Regions from separate parts of the Mus musculus genome. Here regions 1, 2, 3 and 5 are each linked to region 4. A link is a contact called in public Hi-C and promoter capture Hi-C data. All regions are on one chromosome and are shown on one strand. The core of a region is the stretch at or near the end of the contact, and the rest is flanking DNA. Distances in the headings are between cores, read along the strand shown.

Evidence for each region. Promoter capture Hi-C pulls out the DNA fragments that hold promoters and counts their contacts. Hi-C and Micro-C count contacts between places; a contact is called where the count stands out from the background.
Region 1: a contact with region 4 is called in a promoter capture Hi-C map of hippocampal neurons, with 2.3 times the contacts expected there. The contact joins the enhancer-like site here to the promoter of Fbxl7 in region 4. A contact is called at or near these places in 3 of 39 promoter capture datasets (hippocampal neurons, liver and maxillary cranial neural crest), 4 of 484 Hi-C or Micro-C datasets (the N1E-115 cell line, granulosa cells, nephron progenitors and 1 more) and 1 of 9 other capture datasets (adipose tissue).
Region 2: a promoter capture Hi-C map of second pharyngeal arch cranial neural crest shows a contact between it and region 4. The contact joins the enhancer-like site here to the promoter of Fbxl7 in region 4. A contact is called at or near these places in 15 of 39 promoter capture datasets (the SN4741 cell line, cancer-associated fibroblasts, cranial neural crest and 9 more), 9 of 484 Hi-C or Micro-C datasets (Sertoli cells, cortical neurons, embryonic fibroblasts and 3 more), 9 of 115 datasets of contacts at active chromatin or transcription factors (cardiomyocytes, craniofacial prominence, embryonic basal ganglia and 6 more) and 3 of 9 other capture datasets (adipose tissue, liver and pancreatic islet).
Region 3: a Hi-C map of the N1E-115 cell line shows a contact between it and region 4, with 7 times the contacts expected there. The contact joins the enhancer-like site here to the promoter of Fbxl7 in region 4. A contact is called at or near these places in 4 of 39 promoter capture datasets (cranial neural crest, frontonasal cranial neural crest, liver and 1 more), 3 of 484 Hi-C or Micro-C datasets (the N1E-115 cell line, embryonic stem cells and nephron progenitors) and 3 of 115 datasets of contacts at active chromatin or transcription factors (cardiomyocytes, craniofacial prominence and embryonic stem cells).
Region 5: a promoter capture Hi-C map of cranial neural crest shows a contact between it and region 4. The contact joins the enhancer-like site here to the promoter of Fbxl7 in region 4. A contact is called at or near these places in 6 of 39 promoter capture datasets (cranial neural crest, liver, maxillary cranial neural crest and 2 more) and 1 of 115 datasets of contacts at active chromatin or transcription factors (stem cell-derived neural progenitor cells).

What each region holds. Positions count from the first base shown.
Region 1 is chr15:26,729,537-26,732,236 of GRCm38.p6, forward strand. The region is part of intron 2 of Fbxl7 (F-box and leucine-rich repeat protein 7); the gene reads right to left. It also overlaps the pseudogene Gm6330. Among named protein-coding and RNA genes, the nearest start is that of Gm52205, 66 kb to the left of the region's middle. Within about 2 kb of position 1,400, at least 14 of the 459 cell types and tissues checked have an H3K27ac peak or open chromatin away from gene starts, as enhancers often do. A contact at or near this core is called in granulosa cells and hippocampal neurons, where this site is marked.
Region 2 is chr15:26,653,823-26,656,522 of GRCm38.p6, forward strand. The region is part of intron 2 of Fbxl7 (F-box and leucine-rich repeat protein 7); the gene reads right to left. Among named protein-coding and RNA genes, the nearest start is that of Gm52205, 10 kb to the right of the region's middle. Within about 2 kb of position 1,424, at least 10 of the 459 cell types and tissues checked have an H3K27ac peak or open chromatin away from gene starts, as enhancers often do. A contact at or near this core is called in craniofacial prominence, hippocampal neurons and second pharyngeal arch cranial neural crest, where this site is marked.
Region 3 is chr15:26,672,061-26,674,760 of GRCm38.p6, forward strand. All of the region lies in intron 2 of Fbxl7 (F-box and leucine-rich repeat protein 7), which reads right to left. It overlaps Gm52205 (a long non-coding RNA gene), which reads left to right. Exons shown (of 3, transcript XR_003951617.1): 3 at 1-289. Among named protein-coding and RNA genes, the nearest start is that of Gm52205, 8.2 kb to the left of the region's middle. Within about 2 kb of position 1,396, at least 9 of the 459 cell types and tissues checked have an H3K27ac peak or open chromatin away from gene starts, as enhancers often do. A contact at or near this core is called in the N1E-115 cell line, where this site is marked.
Region 4 is chr15:26,894,285-26,896,984 of GRCm38.p6, forward strand. It overlaps Fbxl7 (F-box and leucine-rich repeat protein 7), which reads right to left and starts at 1,280. Exons shown (of 4, transcript NM_176959.3): 1 at 729-1,280. The coding sequence starts at 765.
Region 5 is chr15:27,088,018-27,090,717 of GRCm38.p6, forward strand. No RefSeq gene overlaps it. Among named protein-coding and RNA genes, the nearest start is that of Gm23903, 28 kb to the left of the region's middle. Within about 2 kb of position 1,309, at least 6 of the 459 cell types and tissues checked have an H3K27ac peak or open chromatin away from gene starts, as enhancers often do. A contact at or near this core is called in second pharyngeal arch cranial neural crest, where this site is marked.

The DNA of each region.
Region 1 (2,700 bases), core at 150-2,649, 160 kb before region 4:
CTGAAGAGCAGAGGGAATGGGGAGCAGCTCTGCAGCCAATACTCTTCCAGGCCTGCATTGGCTTCGAGGGTCTGGATGAAGAGCTTCAGACTCAGGCCTACCTCCTCCATGTCCAACATCAAGAAAGGCAGGACAGACTCCTTGAGCACCTCATCTGGCTCCAGAAGAGCAGCCACAGGATCGGCCTCCTTTCTTATACCATCTATGACTATCTGTCCAGGGTGGTACCACTGCCTATAGGGTGGTCCCTCCAATATCAATCACTGATCAAGAAAATTTACTACAGGCTTACTTCCAGGCTAATCTGGTAGAGGCATTTGCTCAGGCTGCTCCTGTGACGTTCCAGGCAGCACATTGAAAGCAAAAGGAAGTAAGTATGCTCGCACAGTCAGTTTTAAATGCAGGCACTATTGGATTGCTGTGAACCTAACACGTGGCAGAATGTGAGACCTGGGAAGGGGCTAAAGCTAGGGAGCATTCTCGATTGCTACTATTTGAACATGTTCTCCAATGTTCTGTGTTGGCAGTGATGTCACTTAGCTGGGGGCTCTTTAAGGACATCTACCTAGTTAGTGGTGTAGCACTGAGGGCCTTCTCCTACGAGATCCAGGTTAGTTTTCTGCAGAGGGTAGATAGCAAGGAGCACTCCTCGGATCTTCCCTTGACTCTAGCTTATTATGTAAGCGTGTCCTCTCCCAGACGAAGCTCTCTGCCTCTCCATGATATGTGAGAAGATCTAGACTAATCTCTTGCCGATGCCATGCTCAGAACTGAGCTGAAGAATCTTCTCTTTATCAACCGCTCCATCTCTTGGCATTCTGTTACACTAATAGGAAATATACTAACGCAGTGTATCAGGTTAAGTTTCTCCAGCTTTTCTCAGCTCCTATGTTTCTTAAGAGCAGGCACCTAGGTTTATTTGTGCATGTACCACTATAATTTTGCAAAATGGTTTATGAGGACGCTGCAAAAGAAAGCTGGATGTGAGCACATGATTGACAGAAGTGGTGAATGGGTGGGCAGGTGGTGTGGGCTGCCAGGGCATGTTTGCCATTATATCTCACAATATGTTGAACATTATCTAAACAATAATCGCACTCGAAACTTAACAGGCTTTTATAATCTGAAGTTTCATTGTCTAAGAGCCTTTGGCAGACATTACCATTTCTCCCTTTCCATATACAAAGACTAGAGCTTAAGAAGGTTAAAGGGAGACAAATATATTTGAAAGTTGATAGGAAAAAAAAAAGATTATAACTTCTGATCTTTGAAGTGGAAAAAAATTCAGTAAATTAGAGCATTTCAGAAAAATTGTTTGCTGAACAGTTTATGGTAAAATTTGGAGGACAGAGGAGATGAGTCATCAGGCCCAGCCTCAATCTCCTACACTTACCATCTGCTCCCCTTCTCGGGAACAGGTGTACCCCAAGGGGCTGTGTGACAATATGGCAGCCTTTTCAGATATCCTCTAAAGAGGATTTCAGATGTGAAACAAACACCCACCCCTGACCCCACTTACACACTAAGACTTCCCCCCTTCGCTATAATCTGCCCTCAAACATGGTTTACATTTTAAAGCACAACTGATAAGAGCTGAGTCAACTAGAGTATACTGGGAGGCCTCATTCAGCAATCCTTTTTGAGACTTGTCTACAGGAAACACAAGTCAGACCTCCACAGAGTGGAGAAGTTCCCTGAAGGTGACCTTGGTTGCTGCTCTATGCTGACAAAGCCCAGCCTCTCTCCTACATGACATTCCAAAAACAAGGTCACAGAACCTAGAAGTGCCTCGGTACAGTCACATCATGGCATCCTGCAGACACTAAGCTGATTCGTTAAAAACAACAGTAAATGATTCAGTGAGTAGAGGGTTTCAAAAACAAGAAAAGTTGAGTTTCAGGTTGCCAGAGACTATGCCCAGTCACCCCTGCACCACTAGGGTAACTGAGTAATTGTGCACTTGAAGCAAACATTACATGAATATGCAACACCCCTTTTGCCCTCCTCTCCATCATAAATTAAGTAGCACTGCTTCTTGGCTTTTGGAAGCACTACAGGAGCAATAATAAGCGTTACAGTCTATTTGTTATGACTAAACAGTGTCTGAAGCTCTAGATGCACATAATGAAACCAAGTGAGCCTCTATGCTCACACGTGTTTTCAACACGTAGGGAACCTCGGACAGAAACATGTTTCTCCAGTGTCTAAAAGCATGGAATAGGAGATAATGTCTACCAACTGAGCTTTAACCATGGTAAAGCATGCAACAGTAGCTCTCCTCCGACCCAGTACCCTTTCAGAGCTCTCAGAGATATGTTTTGGGTCATCAGTTACTTACTGATGAAGAGGATTGTACTTTTGCAGCTGCACATAAGCATTTAGATCAATGTGTTATAAAAAGAAGACATTGGTAAGTCATGAAAACATAATGTTAAAGCAGTACATCGCTTCTATGATGATACTGAATACTGACATATCATTCCTTTTATGGCAAGGTCAGAGTTGAGAAGATGGCTCAGTGGATCGAGGGCTTACTGTGCAAATGTGAAAAACCAAGATCAGATCCCTAGCACCCAAGTCAACACCTGGTGATCATATCAGCTGCAGGCCATCTGAGGACTTAAGATGTATAAACACAAGAGGCCCAGAACAAGGTTATGCTCTGACAGACCAGAATGGGAGCTCTCAGGTGAGAGACCC
Region 2 (2,700 bases), core at 174-2,673, 240 kb before region 4:
AAGATAAATTAGCATTGTCCTAGATTAACTGTAATCCCCTTGAACAAATGAGTACCATTCCAACCTTGGAATTGGAATTTACTTAAAAAAAAAATGTAGTAGGGGTTTTCAAACTATATATGGCCAGTTTCCTTAAAAGGAAAATCCCTGCATGTCTCCTAGGACTCAGAAGTTCTACGTATCATACGTTTACATTTTAATTCAACTTTTCTTTCACTTTTCAAAACTGTACCATGTGTACAGTAATTGTGTCAGTCTCAAAGTCTTATACCAAGAGTTGAACACAGCAGCTGTTTATCATTTCATGCTAATTAAATATGCTTTTCAGCATTACCCGTTACATTCTTTAGCCTCCAAGAGGCACAGGTAGATGCGAGAGGACATGCTATTCGCATATTTTAAATCGGAGATTTCTAAGCATAAGCAAATTTTAAAGTTAAGATTCCAAAGCCTTATTATTCACTATAATATGAGTTGATATCCAGGTGCATTTAATTTTAAGCTAGAAGAAGAGCATGGTATAAAAATGCTCCAGCATCTCAAGGGATAAGGAGAGGATTTGTCCCGAGTTGCACGAGTAACTGTAAAAGGGGACTTCTGATCTGTTTCCTTTGACATTTGCCTTCCTCGGTTTTTTTTTTTTTTTTTTTTTTTTTTTTTTTTTTTTTTTTTTTTTTTTTTTTTGATATACAAAGGAGCGATGTCTTCTTCTGATGCAAGTAAGAGGAGGGGTGGGCAAGCACATTCATCCACATGCCAAGCTGCATCTATGCTGATTTCTTTTGGTAATAAAATTTTAAGAAAGCTCTACAGGCTCAGATTTATGGAAAAAATGATCTTCTATTTTAATTCATCTATTTTGTAAATTGCTATATTGTCATACTGCTTTTCCCTGAAAATAAAACACAAGAATATGCAGATTAGTAAGGCATGAGCAATGCAGATATGCAGAGCTATGGAGTGGTACATGGGTTAAATACTAGAACTATTGATTGGTAGTTCATGCATTTTCTTCCAGTTTTATGATGATTTAAACAAAATGCATTGTTATACATGTGAACACAGGAATATTTAAAGCGAGTCTTATGAATATAAAGATAGATTATGAGAGATTTCTTTCTCTCTCCTGTGCTGATGCTGATGCCATGAAGTTACAAGAAACATCTGAGAGAAATTACCCAAAAAAATGTGAGAATTTTTTTCTTGCCTCGACATCATATATGCTGCGATCCAGACACAATTACCCTTTCGAATGTATTGCAGATGCAGCACTTAGTAAATGGGTGCAAGATGTTTGCTCGGAGAGAAGCTTGCCGGCCAGGGCTAAGGAAAACTGGCAAAAGCCGTTAGCAGAGGTTTCTAGAAGGTTGCCAACCCGGATCAGTTTTTCCCTGCGAGTTTTGGCAGCTGCATTCCATCTCTTCAGATTGCATTTATAATTGGTTGTTTCCATGGGAACATGGGTCTAAATCCATCATCTTCTGTATTAACCAGCTTTAAAATGGAGGTGTTCCCTGAGCAGAATGGGATTTGGGGCAGGGGTGGGGGATAACAACAAAACTATTGTACATATCTTGGCTATTCCACAAGTGTGACTTGCAGTCTCATGCTTATTATATTCATCCACATACAGAGTAGCATCTATTGCTCACTAATTTTCATAATGATCACTAACAGAATCTACGGACTCGGATGTGCTTACTTTTTGAACAAGTTCATCCTTATTCTTGTCACCTGGGGAACCCTGTTACGAAGGGCTTCCATTTGGCGTGGAAGAACCCATGACATGGTGCAGTTTTCTGTCTTTAATCCTGACCAAAAAAAAAAAAAGAAAAAGAAAAAAGAAAAAAAAAAGAAAGATTGGCTGTTCTTCATGCCTTAGATTTTAAAATCTCAGTAAATTCAAGTGAAAACTTGGATAAGCACTTGAATGTCTGGTATGTCCCAGCAAAGACCGCAATGGTGGTGGAGTTGGAGAATACATCTGACAGTAGAATTGGCAGGGGACTGTATTGACTTAACTTACTAGGTAAGTCTTACGCCATGCTGAAATTCTGAATTAGCTGAAACAAATCAAAAGGGCACTAGTTCTGTGAAACTTGCAAGTTTTTCCTGTAAATCCCATGAAAATCAATATCAAGCTCACAAAATCAGTTTCTGATTCCCATTCATTATCATTCCTGGTGAGTGTTAAATCTGGAAGGAATCTGAGGTGTGGAGAATATCGAACTAAATGTCAAGTAAATAAAGATGTAGTTTGTACTTGATGGCGCCAGAGTTGGGGTTGAGAAGAAGGTCATGAGCTATCACATTCCTAGGTAACTTTCTACTGAGTATGTAGGGGGAGGGCAGGTAGATATAGAAAGTAATTTCCATGATTGAACATTCTAGAATGTACATGTCTCAATTACACAAATGCCATCAAAGTATAAGCAAAACATCATGAATTGTAAAATGGGTTCCATTCAACTTATGACACTTATTCTCTCTCTCTCCCAGTATTACTGAGTAAGCAAAAGTCGTGTGTGTGTGTGTGTGTGTGTGTGTGTGTGTGTGTGTGTGTGTACGTGCGTGTGTGTGTGTGGTGGTGTTAACTTTTAAAATGTATGAAAAGAGAATTCCTATTCTGTGCTTTTCAATCTGTAAAAGGTTGGCCTGACTCAACATGTCTGTGGTATACTCTTGTCAACTCTATTCTCA
Region 3 (2,700 bases), core at 146-2,645, 220 kb before region 4:
CATCTAAAATATAATGTATGTGATATCTATCTATCTATCTATCTATCTATCTATCTATCTATCTATCTATCTAACTTTTCCATTCCCTTTATTCCCTCCAACCACTCCCATGTTTGCCCCTCATACCCTAGCAAACTAATAGCATCTTTTTCGTTGATTAAAATTTTTACACACACACACATACATACAAACACATAAATAACCCCCTGAGTCAGTAATTCTTCCATGTCTGTATATGATTTCATGGCTCACCACTTTGTATTCAAAAAATAATTAGGAATTCAGACCTAGGAGGGACACATTCTTTCAAAATAATTCTATAACTAGTATGAATGTCTATTCAGCTGTCTTCATTATGAGGTTTTCATGAATCAACAACACTAGAATAACTGGAGATGAGCACCTTGAACAGGTTTGGTCCAAAGTTCTTAACACCATTGCCCACAAGCTCAGTTGGTAGCTATAAAATTTTAAAGAGCACCTCACACCACTCTTCATAGTAATGGATAACACACGTTCTGGGTATAGGCTCATTCTTTAACTTCCCTTTCCCTTTCCCTTTCCCTTTCCCTTTCCCTTTCCCTTTCCCTTTCCCTTCCCCTTCCCCTTTTCCCTCTTTTCCCTCTTTTCCCTCTTTTCCCTCTTTTCCCTCTTTTCCCTCTTTTCCCTCTTTTCCCTCTTTTCCCTCTTTTCCCTCTTTTTTTCCCTCTTTTTTTCCCTCTTTTTTCCCTCTTTTTTCCCTCTTTTTTTCCCTCTTTTTTTCCCTCTTTTTTTCCCTCTTTTTCCCCCTTTTCCCCCTTTTCCCCCTTTTCCCCCTTTTCCCTTTTCCCTTTTCCCTTCTCTTCTCTTCTCTTCTCTTCTCTTCTCTTCTCTTCTCTTCTCTTCTCTTCTCTTCTCTTCCCTCTTCTCTTTCCTCTTTCTTCCTCTATTTGTTTCCTCTTTCTTTTCCTGGTCCCCTTCCTTGTCATGTTTACATTTCTTTTGCTAGATTATACTAATATATTTCCCATCAGAAACCATCTATAACTCATCTGTAGGATCAAACATCTACATGAATTAATTGTGGAATATAGGTCACAGTTCTTTACCTCTGTCAATTCAGGAACCTGGGGTCATGTGGTTCATTGTTACCAGGGCTCTCCTACTCGAAGTATAATGCTATGCAACCCTGCTCATTTCAACTTACAGCATGCCAAGCTAAAGGTCTCCAGGCTTTTCCAAAAACTCCCTGGAGTACAAAATTACTCCTGATTGAGTACCACGGGAAGAGGTAACATTGCCAGACTGAGATTGGGATGGAGCCAGAAGATGTTTAAACATTTAGGGTTAATGAAAAGAATTACCAGCCAAATACTAGAACAGGCCAGCTTAATTCCTTACAATGAGCCGGGCAAGAGGCCAAGTTCAGCTGCCCCAGTTGGCGAAACAGAAAGAGGTGAGGAGATGGGGTGAGAAGCAGACACAAGCACATGGATAAACAAAACTGTAGGACAATATTTATGGATGGAAGAGTAAGTAACAGATGAAAACTCTAGATAACACTGTTTACTTTTGGCTAGACATCAATTGATCTGGTGTTGCATCCTTAGTTACATCGCAGCTGACTAGAGCCTCTCCATTTCCTTTGCCTGAACAGTCTCTACTGGGAGGTCACAGACAACACAGGCTGTTACCCATATTTTGATAAAGTATCAGCTGAGAAAATATCCATTATCAATCATAAAGGACAAAATGAAAACAGTAACAGCCAATCTGTTCATGGCTTTTATTGCTTAATTGCGCCAGTGCAGGCTCTTATCTACCAGTCAACCCACTTGGCTTCTGCCTGCCTTTAGGTTCAGGTAGAAACATCATAAAAGCCTGGCCTCACACTGATCTTCACAATCCCACTGTTCTCTGCTGGGCTCATGGTTTCAGGCTTGTCCCCAAATCACCTTAGTATAAATCATAAGTAAAGGTTGGAACTGACAAAGCTGGGTCCTCTTGGCAGCCTGGGGGTTGGTGGGATCACAGAACAATTGCCTTGGCATTTGATCAATGGGAGCCTGTGCTCAGAGGAACGTTGTCTGCATATCACCATGTAAGGGCCCATCTACTTGAAATCCATATTGCATCTATGTACTACAGACTGTACCTGTGATTTCCTACTCCCCTCTTCATTTTCTTTCACAGGGATGAAACTAGGGTTCCCCCTCTTTCCCCCACCCCCACACGATACCAGAGGGATATGTTCTGAGACTTTACAAACTCTGTCATTTCTGTCTTATGTCTTTGCATGAGACCACATTTCTGTCAGCTCACTCCGTAGCAAATACAGCATCCACAACCTGTTTGGAAAACAGTTTGAGCATACTCCGGCCTCAAATACTTTTTTTTTAAAACCATATTCCTCCTTTCTTGGTACTACTGGAAATGCATAGTTCCTGGATTTTGTGGTTATTCCCAGCTTCCCGGAGAACCTTTGTGAGAACCTGTCACCATCCCCAGTGCCTCACTTCCTTAATCACCCTATCTACTCTGGGGACTAACAGTTTAATACAATTATAATATTGTTGAGTTGATTGCGTCCTTAGTATATGAGTACCACGAAGACAAGATCCTTAATACATTACTAGTTTCCCTCCTATAACTAAAGAATATCTAGCCCAGAGCAGACTACTAAAATATGTGTGCATGTATGTCAACAAACTTCTTTATTTC
Region 4 (2,700 bases), core at 30-2,529:
CTTTGCTTTGTGCATATCAGGGACATGCTGTTAATCACAGGGGTTAAAACACTACTGGTATTATGCAAAGCGGGGAAGGCGGGACTGAGGAGGCAACCCACACATCCATCATCCCTTTAGGAGTAGGCGGAGTTTAAAGTTTCCCCCAACTTCCAAGTACTCACTTGACAGGCAATATTTCTGTGCAATTTCCAGCCCCGAGTAACAGATGGTGCTCTGCCTGTCTTGAGCCTCGAGAGAGCCCAGACAAAGCTCCCAGCCACTCCATGCCTCGCGGGACCCATAGGTGGTTAGTTTCACAGACCTGTCAGACCAGGGCAGTTAGCAAAGAATGGAAGCTTAACTTCTTCCCGAAGTTTTTTTCCTGATAGGAGGAAGTCCAGAGGACTAAAGCACAAAAAGGCCTGGGAAAGTTTTGACTGCTTCAATTCTCTGCCAAACCATCACCTAGACCAAGGTGCGCAGAGAAGGAAAAGCTGGGGCACACGTGTTCAGAAACACAGCAGAAATGCAACTTGAGCAGTCCTAAAGACAACCTGGAAAATTGCTTAAGAGACCCCAGTGGTGGAAAGGCACGTCCAGGTACCAGAGACTGGATCAAGCAGAGCCCAAAGGGAAGCCGGCTACCCCGACGTCACCAAAGTAGGGTGCGCCTGAGCTGTGTGCGAGAGGAAAGGGAGGGGGCGCGATCCGGGAGTCGGGGGAGGGGGTACGTTCGGCCCACTCACCCTCACTGCCGTACTGTTTGCCATTGTTCGCGCCCATCCTGTCGCCGTCATGCCCGCCTCCTCCCTGGACACTGCATAGCTGGGGCGCACCTCCCAGGCGGCGGGGCAGAGGAAAGCGGGCAGGACCGGACCCTTAGCTGCACATGCCCCTTCCAAGGGCCGATTTGGGCTTGGGGGTCCGCAGTGCTCTGCGACCGGAGGGGTGGGACTAGGTCCGCTCCTGGCACCCCCGAGGGTGGCGAGCCAGCTCCAGAGCAACCACCGGAGCTCTCAGATTCCGCGCTCCGGGCGAGTGGGAGCAGCGCGAAGCACAGCCCGCGCCCGGGTGCCGCCCCTAGACTCGCCGCTCCACCGCCGTGGGGTCCCCATGCGCCTCCGCGGTCCCCAGCCGTGCGAGCCGAGCCGCGCCTGCCCCAGGCTGTCCGGCTCCTCGGCCTCCGCCTCCGCCCTGCGCCCCCGTGCGTCCGCGGCTTCCCCGGGGAGGGCGCGGCGGCCACTTGTTGCGGTGCCCCGAGTGAGCAGAGACTTGTGGCCCGGCGCTGCTCGCCTGCGGGCCGGACTTTTGTTAGCGCCAGGCGCCTCCTCTCGCCGCCCAGCGTCAATCACAGCTGGAGCCCCCGGGAGGAAGGCCGGCCCGGAGATGCGCGGCCTTTTAAAGGGGCAGCACGCCTTTTCCGGGCTCCGGCTCCTGGTCCCCGCCAGGGCTCTGGCTCTCCGTGCCACTCGCGAACCCTCCGGCGTGAAGGACCGTGCTGCGCGCTGTGTTTTCTGTGGACTGTGGGCTTCAAGACGTTCTTCGAATTCCCCTGGAGTTGTCTACAAAAAAAATGGCCCATTTGTGACGTTTACTAGAAACATGCAGTCAGTGTCCGGTTCTGGCACATTTCTGGTACCTGTGCTGGCAATCTCCAGCGGCTCCTTGGGTTTCGGGGCTAACGCGAGGAATGGAGGAGGGGTAAGGAAAACTTGAGAGGAACTTAGCAAGGGAGTGGTCTCTGGAGAGCAAAGACATTCCCCGCCCTGAGAAGGAGGTTTCCTGGCTCTGAAGTTTTGAAAGCTTCCGAGACACGACTTTTTTTTCCCTCCTCATTTATTTATTTATTTTTCTTCTTGTAGTTGATGCCATCTTTTATTTAGTAACTTACTACTTCGTTTGGAGATTTACGTGGCGTTTGCAAAGCCCCCTCCTCCTTTAAATCGCCCTTTGGTGTTCCTTCCATTAAATAGGGAAAAAAAAAAGATAGAGAATCTTAATGTCCTACTCCATTTCTATGTAAGTGCCTAGAAAGTCTCACTGAAGATCAGAACGTTGTTCACGCAGATTTTTTTGGTGGTGAAACGAACACGCAGCAGTTTCTCCTTACAGATGTTGTAAATTAAATTAAAGCTTAGTGATATGTTTATCTTTATATATACATAATTCTTGAATAGAAACCCAGGAGTTAGTAAACAATGGCTTCTTATGAGATGATTTGACTTCTTGTAAATTCTCCTTAGATGAGTTCCTACAATGCTCTTCATTAAAGATAAAACATTATGTTTCAAAGTTTAAAATCTATCCTTAACCATGCAGATACCATATTCTTAAGTAAACGTGTAAACGTTCAAAGATAGAACAGAATAATTATTGTGTTGGGAACCTTTTTTGTCTTCTACTCCAAAGCCATAAAAGAATGTTTTAATGTCTTTTAAAATATCTAAACAGTAATGTGTAATTCCTAAACACTTGTCTAATGAGATAAAATTAAAAACATTAAAATTAAAATTAATTTATGATGGGCTCCCTACAAGATTCTGCTAGAAAACACAAAATCAATCTAAAAATGAGTAGACAGCAGGGCTGTCTTCCTGCACAAGATGGATTCTGCCTGGTCCTTGGGGTGACTTTGAAAATCTGAGCAATCTGCCTCCACTCCCCCTCAAAATTGCTAGGGTTGCAGGCATCTGTCTCCTACCTGGGTTTATATGGTGC
Region 5 (2,700 bases), core at 59-2,558, 190 kb after region 4:
GGTTTGCCTGATGGAGATCTCAGGCAAGAACCGCCATGTCACCGGGCATCTGACTTTTCAGTAAGTGCGAACTGCAGAACCCCTTCTGTGGGGGTGGAAATCTGCCAACATGGGGAGGCAGTCAGGAGCAAGAGGAAGGTTAAGACATAGCCAAATCCCCAAAATTTCATCCTGGGATGGACAGGAGTCGAACTGTCTGCTTTCTTGCTCTGGGTCTGCATATCCTAGCTCACTTTGACTGTGTGACCCCCACCTCTGCCACCATTAAGGTAGCAATGTAGCCTGGTGGCCAAATTACAGGCTTAACTTCCTCTCTCCCTAGAAGGACTTGTCCAGCCAGCACCTAGAATTCCTCTTCCTGCAAATGAAGCATTTCCATCACCTCAGCCTCATCCAATATTGCACACTCACCCCCAAACCCCTACCCTCTCCCCAAGATTTATATAGCCCCGTATTACCCCTAGTAAAGGAAAGGTGTTTCACCGAGAACCCAAAAAAAGGCTATTTTCCCTGGAATTTGCCTCTGACCAAGGTTCTATGGAACCCATCCACCTGGATAGCAGAAGCTGCCCACACCCTTCCTCCTGTGTGATATTTAATATCACTCTCCAACCACCTAGACTAAAGAATGCACCAGCTCACGTGAGTTTGAGGGGTTTTGAGGTTTACCCCTGAAAGTTGCGTGACCCTCTTCAACCACTTCCGGGGTATGTTGAAGTATGTAGTTACCTGGTTTTAATTGTGTGTAGGTATGTGCGTATGATGATTGCATTCCCACATGCTCATGTGTGTGCACATGGGGACAGTGATTTGCTTGCATGTGTGTACCATGCAAGAGGAGACCAAAGGTCAATTCCAGGTATCTTGCTCTATCACTGTCCACCCTCATCTTTTAAACGTTGCCTCTCTCTCTCTGAGCCAGAGGCTTATCTACCTGGCAAGCCCAGCTTACCAGTAAACTCCGGTGAAGCTTCTGCCTCTATCTCCCCAAGTCTCAGATTACAGAGGCATACAACCATGTCCAACATTTGACTAAGCTACTAGGGACTGAAATTCAGTTCCATTTTGCCTTGTGTAGTTGATACTTTAGGGCCTCAACCATCTCCCCATCCCTTGAAGTTTTTCTCCCTCAAAACTTTTCACAGGCCCGTAGGGAACGCACACTGAGACAGCGTCACCAAAATAAGGGTAAAGGATTATTTAGATATAAAACACTCGGATCTTTCTCATGTATTCCTTAAGCTGATCTGATTAGTTCTCGAGAATGACTGCAGAGTCATGCCAGAACAGAACAGGTTTCTACTTAGGTCTACTTGGAAAGAGAAAGAAAACTACATACAGCTGTTCCGGGCCTGGGAAATGCTGTGCAGACCTGACAGCAGCTGCCTGCATGCCAAATACTTCCAGCAACTTCTAATTAAATCCAGCTCAGGAGAAACTGTATGATCTCTATCATGTGACTTCTGTCTGTGTCAGGGATGCTTGTTTCCCCCTTTGAAAGTTTCTCTGGAAAAAAAAAAAAGATATCTATTTTTTCAATCTAAAAGAGCTGAGTTATCCAGACCCAAACCTGTGCTTTGGCAGGAGGTTAGAATCCCCATAGGGGCTGGAAAGTGTCAAGGAGGATGATCCCCTGTGTGGGGGGTGCAGAGTGAGAACTTTCCTGATCCTATAGCTTTGCTACACTCTCTCTATCTCAAGAAATTAAACATGTGCACATTTGTGCTTTTTCAAGTTTGTTTCACGACACTTCGCTAATGATCCTAAATTAACCATAAGAACACACTGGCATAACACATCAGCAGCATGTAGAGGCATGTTGTCTATTTATGATTCCACACAGCCACATGAAGGAGGAAAGCAGAAATTCTTATCCCCACCTCATGTCCGAGGACCCTCAACACCTAATTCCTGAGGTGTGCTTGGTCACACAGCTATCAGCTTTTAAGTAAAACTTGGCATCAGACTTGACAGCCTGAAGACCCCTGCTGCTTCCACTCAGGCCACTCCCTCATGGCACTAGGAAGATGCACAAATCAGTCTCTTCCCTCATCCACATGTGCCACTTTACCCAAGAGCAGGTATTTACTCTCTTGGGAAACCTACTCATATATTTAAATATCTTTGTGTGACTCAAAATTTTTTCACCCTAGGAAAATGTTGGTAAACGGAGTAGCTCGAGGTGAGACCAGCTCATTGTACTCAAGACAAAGCTCATTGCACATTGTTAACTAATGCTGGGGAGCTGTAAAATCTCACTCTTCTTGCCTAAATTGTACAAGATGCTCATCTCTCTAGTACTAGTATGCAGGTGCCAGGAATCAGTCCACAGTGTACATTTGCAAAATCCCTCAGGCCAAATCCCAAAAATAGGAAGGAAAAAAATCTGGCTGTGAATAAGATTTTCATTAAGGTAAACAGAGGGGCAATCCACGCCCACTGGCACAGTTGTTCTGAGTACTAATGCTCATTTCCATATGATACCACATTCCCAGACTATTGGTAAGTGTGCAAGGGGCTGTGAACACTTGTGTTCCATTATGAATGAAATCAACAAACATGAAAATTATTTAACAGGTCCAAACTCTGTGGAAGCACTTGACTGTCAGTTTATTTTATTGTTTGGAGAGCTTAATATTCTGGATAATGAATGCTGGCTTTGCAATAGATAAACACATGAGTTGGTGACCAAGGAAAGTG